Regions from separate parts of the Mus musculus genome. Here region 1 is linked to region 2. The links are chromatin contacts, called in public Hi-C maps. All regions are on one chromosome and are shown on one strand. Each heading gives the region's core, a stretch centred on a gene start, on an enhancer-like site or on the middle of the called end of the contact. The rest is flanking DNA. Distances are from core to core; before and after follow the strand shown. Region 1 overlaps Lrrn2 (leucine rich repeat protein 2, neuronal). Region 2 has its middle 21 kb from the start of Gm31101.

Region 1 (3,788 bases), core at 462-2,961, 150 kb after region 2:
GGAGAAGAAGGGGTTTATCTGGCCTACACTTCCACAGCACTGTTCATCATTGAAGGAAGCCAGGACACAAACCCAAGCAGGGCAGGAACCTGGAGGCAGGAGCTGATGCAGAGGTCATACAGGGGTGCTACTTCCTGGCTTGCTTCCCATGGCTCACTTGACCTGCTTTGTTCTAGAGCCCAGGACCAGCCTAGGGATGGCACCACCCACAGTGGGCTGGGCCCCTTTTCATCAATCACTAATTAGGAAAATGCCCTACAGGCCTGCCTACAACCTGATTTTATAGAGGCATTTTCTTAATTGAAGTTCCCTCCTCTCAGATGACTTTAGCTTGTGTCAAGTTGACATAAAACTATCCAGCACACATACATACAGCATACATGCTTACACATACAAACATACATGCACACATTTACCCATCTATCCATGCATTTGTTCACTCATTACTTATCCACCCATGAATCCATCCATCCACCCACCGTACATCTATCTCTCCTCCCACCAATCCATCCATACATCTACTCATCCATCTATCTGTCCACGCACTCGTATGAGTTACTTTTCTTCCTACTGTGACAAAGACACCCGACAGAACAGGTTAAGGGAGGAAGGGTTTACTTTGTCTCACAGTTCAAGAATGCAGTCTGATATAGTGGGACAGACACAGCAACAGGAGCTTCCGGCAGCTGGTTACACTGGATCCAGAGTCAGGAAGCAAAGAGAAATGACCTGAGGTTCAATTCACTTTCTCCTTTTTATGAAGTCTGGTACCTCAGTCCTTGAAATGGTGTTCCCCATGTTTAGGATGAGTCTTCTCACATCAGTTGCCTAATCTAGAAAACCCTTCATAGAGATGCCCAGGAGCTGTCTCTGTGGTGATCCTAGATCCTGTCAAGTTGACAATCACTATTAACAATCACATCACCTACTCATTCATCTACCCGCCCGCAAACCCATCTATCCATCCACCCACTGTCAAACCCATCTACCCATCCACCTACCAACCCATCAATTTATACATTCTTATGCCTATCATCTGTGGTCTATGGAAGAGAAACAGCAGGAACACAAACCACACAGATGCAGGTTTTCAGTGTGAGCCTTCCCCTGACCCCTAGGGAGACGGTGTTGTAATTTCTGCAGGAGGAAGCATCTTAGAAACCAACTCTCACTTCAGAACGAGACCAGTCCGGCTCCAGTTTTAGCCATGTACCTTCTCAGGTGGCTTTTGACCAGTCAGTTGCCTTGGTTCCTTCATCAATCTGTAACTGCAGGATGTCAGTCTTAGAGGGAGATGAGACCGTGAGTGAGTCCTCATGCGTGTGCATCCCTTCTTCATCCCCCTCCTCCCTTCCTCATCCCCCTCATCCCTTCCTCATCCCCCTCCTCCCTTCCTCATCCCCCTCATCCCTTCCTCATCCCCCTCCTCCCTTTTTGCTGCATAGGTGCCAAGGCTGATACCTGAGCTATGGTGGCTCTCTGCCTTGGCATGGAGTAGAGAACTGCAGACTCCAGGTGGCTATGCCTCCAGCCGAGCAGACCTGGCCCCCATGTCTTGTCCACACACAGGCCCAGGCTTGCTCTGGTAAAAACCAAGTGGGAGGATAACTGTTTCCTTAACAAGAAGCTTCCATCAAGGGTACCCCCATAATCTGTTCCACCTAACACAAACTGATGAACACTGGCCACGTGCCCAGCCCCTGCTCTGAGGAGCTCAGCCTAGGGGAGGCAGCTGAGGTTGCTAGGGAACCAGTTCCTGCTAAGGTTGGGCCGGCACTATGGCAGCAGGGCGGATGGTAAGGGAGAGGGTAAGAGCCAAATAACTAAGAACTCCCTGAGCAGACAAGAACTCTCCAGAAGGACAGATTTAAAGACTTGGAAGCCCAAAGGAGAGATCTAGAGCCTGTGAGTACAGGGACGGAGGTGGTGGCAGGAATGGAGGAGGATCTGCCCTAGTCACCAAGGAGATTAGCAACTCTCATGAGGACAGAGGGAAGAGATGAGAGACAGAAGGGAGCCCAGATGGCTGCTGTGGGATGTCGAGGAGTGGCTCCAGGGACAGCTTGGTGGGGAAGCCATGAGGACTGGTAGGCTCCAGCCAGGCACAGGGAGAGTACCTTTGCCTACCACTTCCACACAACCAAGTGGCCACCCCACTAGGGCCTCATACTTCACTGGGGCTACCAGAATGATCACAAATAGAGAGACACAGAGAGAGACAGAGACAGAAAACATAACTCTCCTAGGGATGAGTGAAAGAGAAAATTTGTTGTAGGTATGAAGGAGAACATAGCCAGAGGCATCTGAAAGAGCCTAGAGTGAACATGACCAGACTGAACGGATCCTTGTAAAGAACTAGGGGTAAAGAAAGGAGAGACAGAAGGCCAGGAGCCTGGAGAGCAGGAACCAGGAACAGCAGCCAAGAGGCCAAGAGATTCAGTGTAACAAATATACATACATACATACATACATACATACATACATACATACACATATATACATACATATACATACATACATACATACACATATATACATACATACATACATACATACAAACATACATACATACATATTCACACATACATACATACATACATACATACATACATACTAGGGAAGAGAAGGTTGGGGAAAGGGCCAGCCCAATCTCTGGGCTGGAGAGTTTAGGGTAGGCAGTGGGGTATGCCATCTAGAGTATCTCCAGGACAGGTACTGGTGAGGCTGAGGGAAGCTGGCTGGCAGTGCCTGATTTGATATGTTAATAGGCACCTCAGTCATCTGCTTGTCCCAGATTTGAGACCTAACATAGTAATTTAATGTCCCTACCAATGCAGACTGGAGAAGAGACCTCACTTGTTGAACACCCCCCCCCCCTTCTTATGTCAGATTCTCTGTCATGATGATTCTATTTAATGCTTAAGACAACAGTGTGAAGTACCGTTCTCGTTTCATGATCTAGAAACTGACATTCAGAATGGCTAAGTCGTTTGTTCAAGGTTATAGAGCTAGAAAGATGCCAGGGCAGGATTTGAACACCAGTCTTTGATGTTTTGGAGGCTGTGTTCTCTCTTGCCATGCAGTGAAATGCATTTGGTTCCCAGCTTCCCAAACCTGATCTCCTCCTAGCTGCTAGGATTCTGGAAGAATTTATATGACACTGGGGCTGTTTTCATCATTAGAGGCTGTCAGCGTAGTGACAGGGTAGATATGGAGCTGTCACAGCGGGGGGGGCGGGGGGGGGAGCTGGCAATGAGGCACCGAGGCAGGCAGGCACTCCATCACTGCCTGTGTGGTAGAGGAGGCCAGCGCTTGCCCCACACAGGGTCTGCAAACTGCCTCAGTGCCTGTCATCTTCATTCAGGCCCCGCTGGCTTCCAGCAGGTTGAAAAAGCTGCGGCTATGGCAAGAGGCTTGCCAGCATCCGGAATCAAGCTGGCAGCAGAATAGGGGACAGAGCAGCTGCTGAGAAGCTCATCAAAACTGAACCCTGAGGCTACCTACAATTTTTACCTAGCCCTGCTCTGGCCTGGAATCTCCCACCATGGGCTCCCAAACTCAGAAAGCTTGTGATTACCTGGAGCTTTTGAGGTAGGGCGAATTTATCAGGAAGTCCATCTTCAGTCTCCCCTCTGACCCCTTCCTGCCCCAAAGTTCCTGGAGGTGAAGGAGATGTGACACCCCAGCAAGCCCAGTTGCCAGTTTTGGGTGGGAGTTGGGGGAGGGGCACAGCCTCCCGGAGAGCAGGGGAGGAGCCACAGCCTCCCTGAGCGCTTTCCAATTGTTTA
Region 2 (3,813 bases), core at 1,165-3,664:
TTGTTTGTTTGTTTGTTTGTTTGTTTAATGTGAGTAAATTATTACAGATGGTTGTGAGCCACCATGTTGTTGCTGGGAATTGAACTCACGACGTCTGGAAGAGCAGTCAGTGCTCTTAGCGGTCGAGCCATCTCTCCAGGCCCCTTGAAAGGTTTTCTTATCTTCAAGGCATATCCCAGCCCCTGCCTCTTTCCCTTCAGCCCATGGAGCTGACCTCCCCTACCCTGTGCTAGCCGAGCTGCATGCAGGGTTGGGGACTTTTTGTTGCTGTGCCTTTGCCTCAGTTGCTTTTCTACACCTACCCTTAGCATTGCCTCATTGTTCTGTGTGTCACATAAAATGCCACCAGTCCCTCGCCCCAACCCCTGGGACACCCACAGGAGTGACTTATACCACACAGCGCCGTCTGCAGTTGCACCCTGACTGAGATGCCTAGCAGAATACTGCACAGCACATGCCTTCAGCTGCACTGGTGGCCCTAGAAGATGGGGACTGGGCTTCACCTACATCCACACTCTCACCTTCACACTTAAAGCTAGGTGGGCACTCCAGAGCAAGGTCTCCGGTTCTCTGTTGATGGATGCCATTAACATGGGGAAGAGATAGCATTGTCTTTATTAGGCAGCCCCCTTGTGCTGTACTGGTTCTGAGTGACTCACTGTTCCTGTTGCAAGAACAGGGGTCCTCTCCTACTGTGGCAATGACACCCCAGCAGGAAGGGTGGCGGGCAGCTGACCTTGTGCCTTGTGCTTGGAGTTGGGGCAGCAGCAGCCCTCTGGAAACCCCTGTAGGCTGTAAGCAGACCTCTCTTCTCCAGTCAACGCTGGCCTTGCTGGGAAACAGTGTGAACAACTGGAGCTTACGTTTGCTTTTGTGAATTTATAAGCTTAGAGAGGCTTTCACTCTGTACTTATGAAGTGCCTGCTCTCTATTGGACACCAGTGGGTAGTCGAGTTCAAAAACAACAAACAAAACATAGATTCTGCTCTCAAGGAGTTTATGGTCTTTGGGAGAAAACGGTCACGTGAGCAAATCAATACAATGTTGTTAGCACAGTGACAAGGAGCTGGCCAGGTGTTAAGAGAAAGTAGAGGAGATTTATGCTGGCCATGGGGCCCCACCCCCCCCCAGGAGGAAAAGATTAGCTCTGTGCTCACCACCCCCACCCCTACCCATACCCCTACCACTTTCTTACTCGCCTCAGCAGAGGATCTGTGTAAGGTTAAGGGAAGGAGACTGGTTTAGTAGCTAAAGGAGCAAACGGGAAGGGGTTAGATCCTGGAGGAGCGGATGTGTGGGTTCAGACGGTGCTAGGAATGGAAGTGGCTTTGGAGCCGGCGCTGGAGGGGTGGAAATGGGAGGTCACAGGTGGGAGGTGAGCTGAAAGTCCCCCCTTCCACTACAGGAGCATTTTCCTCTCCAGCCTGGGCTGGGCGTGGTCCTGAATGGCCAGTCAGGTTTAGCCACTGCTGACGCCTCCAGGAAAAGGCCCACTGGATAGGAACTCTCTGCTGCAGGCCCAGGCCTGACCACTCCGCAGAGTCACGAGGCGTGAGCCATGACCACTCTGCAGAAAGCCTCGTGTCTCATGACTTGGCGCACTACGCCTCACCACGCCCTCAGGACCTATGAGAAGTCATGTAAAGGCTATTAGTAGATGGCCCCAGGGAGGACACTGGCCAGCCAGAAGGAAAGGGATTGACTCAGATATGTGTGAACCTTTGTTGTTGGAAGTCTGAGATATTTGCGGTCCCTTTGTTTGTTTGTTTGTTTGTTTGTTTGTTTGTTTGTTTGTTTTATGAGATAGAGTCTTACTATATAACTTCAGTTTAGCCAGAGCTGGCTTGGGTGCTAGGATTACAAATGTCCACCACCATAGTTGGCTTGATATTTGCATTTCTTGCCTTGGGGGCTTAGGTGCTGGGAATGTGGGGGGCATTGGTAGGGGGCAGAGGCAGCCATCCTTGGTTTCAGTTCCGAGAACCATCTAGAACCTTGTGACAGTGAGACTAGGAACCCTCTGCTCTACCCACCTCCTGAGGAGTCAGCTTGCAGATGGGTAGGTGGGTGAGTGGCTAAGGAATTCTTTCCATTCTCTGGTTGGTGTACAGCCAGTAGCATCGGGGCGGGGCTTCTGAAGAGCTCCCTTCAAAGGCTGATGGATTGATTGTCAGAGTGCGTGGTGGCAGCTGCCAGCGAAGCCTCCCTGCAAATGGAAACACTCAGCTCTGCAGTGAAGGGCAGGCTTCCAGGATGCTCTAAGAGGCTGAGAGCCCCCTTCTTGCTTGCAGACACAGCTCTCCTGCCCAGGAACCCCTCCTCACGTAAAAATGCGTCTTGTGCAGAGAGCCCGCCCGCTCAAAGCTCCAGGAATCCTGTAAGCCACTGCATTAGTTGCACGTCATAAATATTTATGCCCTGCTGATGTGTGTGCCGAGCACTGGGCAGGGCTACTGAGGGACAGAGGCCAGCTCAGAGAGAGGCAGGGAGAAGCAGGGTTTCAGCCCCCTTTTGCTGTTGGCATTCCAAGATGTGGTCAGTAAGCTTCCGTTCTGGCTGCTCCAGCTGCTGAGTGGCCGGCACTGGGACATGGAGTAGGAGTTCTGGACAGGTGGAAAAAGGAAGTCTGCAGCTACTTGAGCTCACGCCAAAGCCCAGTTCTGCGATTCCAGGGGCTAGAAATGGCAGCGTGGTTTATAGTTATCTGACACAGAGGCCCATGATTCCAGCCTGTGTGCCCCGTTCCAAAAAAAAAAAAAAGTGTGTCCAGAGCTTCATAGTCAAAGCAGAAGGCAAGTGCCAGCCTTCACCACAGGAGCCCATAGCAACCTTTCCCCAACCCACATAGGAGAGATTTGCCCATGTGTGGATCCACAGCCATAGACGAGTGAGCTGGGATTCAAACTCAAGCTCTTGGCTCTCAGATTTGTGCATTCCCTGACAAGCTGCCTGGTCCCATGAGCTCCACACATCACAGATATTGACAAGGCTTCAAGACCTGTCTTCCAGGCCCTTTTCTCAGACTGGATATCTGAGCGCTTTGAAGATGGTGTCGGGGGTACGGCAACCTGTGTGTGCAGAAAGGAACATCACAAGATCTGACACCCTGACTGGGAACAAGAGCTCATTTGGAGGGGTCTGAGCCAATGGACAGAGCCCTAGAGCAAAGGTCATATAATATGTGGTAGACCCTCAAGGATTGTTCTTCTAACTCTCCTGCCTACACATGGCGTTCTCTGCTCTACCCCTCACCCTGCATCTCCCTCTTGACAAGGTCTTGCTATGTAGCCAAAGCTAGCCTCAAACTCATACCCCCACAGAACAGTTTTGAGGTGAGGAAATGGTGTTTACACAGATGCCGAGTACACTGTGCTATGACCAGGTAGAATCGTCAAGTGCTGGCTTGCTCACTGCCCTCAGGGTCGCTGCTGGCTGCAGACAGGGGCAGGTAGCTCAGCTACATTCCCATTCCTCCATGCCTGCCAGCTCTCTTAAGTGAGGTCACTAGAGGGCTGGAGAGATTGTTCAGGGCTTCGGAGCCAGGCTGCTAGATGCATCCTGGAAGGGTCACCAGAGCACAAAATGTGCTGTGAGTCTAGGGACGCGGGACGTGGCATGAAGCATGGGGGCACTCATTTGTCTCAAGCAGGCTCTGCCGGCTGGTGCTTCCAGAGATCTGTGTGCATATGTTTGCCTAAGAGGATGCTTGGTTGGGCAGCTGGCAGCACTGGGTATGTTGCAATACCCACACAAACACCACAGGCAAGGAAATGGAGCACACACACTGCTATGCTAACCAAGCAGAAATAAGAG

What was found. Hi-C and Micro-C count contacts between places; a contact is called where the count stands out from the background.
Region 1: a contact with region 2 is called in a Hi-C map of cerebral cortex, with 3 times the contacts expected there. The contact joins two enhancer-like sites. A contact is called at or near these places in 4 of 484 Hi-C or Micro-C datasets (cerebral cortex, embryonic stem cells and nephron progenitors), 7 of 115 datasets of contacts at active chromatin or transcription factors (VIP interneurons, embryonic basal ganglia, embryonic forebrain and 3 more) and 1 of 9 other capture datasets (embryonic stem cells).

The regions. Positions count from the first base shown.
Region 1 is chr1:132,914,355-132,918,142 of GRCm38.p6, forward strand. All of the region lies in intron 1 of Lrrn2 (leucine rich repeat protein 2, neuronal), which reads left to right. It overlaps Gm31159 (a long non-coding RNA gene), which reads right to left. Exons shown (of 3, transcript XR_878529.3): 1 at 1,462-3,788; 2 at 1,214-1,283; 3 at 599-888. Among named protein-coding and RNA genes, the nearest start is that of Gm31159, 14 kb to the right of the region's middle. Within about 2 kb of position 1,712, at least 30 of the 459 cell types and tissues checked have an H3K27ac peak or open chromatin away from gene starts, as enhancers often do. A contact at or near this core is called in VIP interneurons and cerebral cortex, where this site is marked.
Region 2 is chr1:132,763,872-132,767,684 of GRCm38.p6, forward strand. No RefSeq gene overlaps it. Among named protein-coding and RNA genes, the nearest start is that of Gm31101, 21 kb to the right of the region's middle. Within about 2 kb of position 2,415, at least 73 of the 459 cell types and tissues checked have an H3K27ac peak or open chromatin away from gene starts, as enhancers often do. A contact at or near this core is called in VIP interneurons and cerebral cortex, where this site is marked.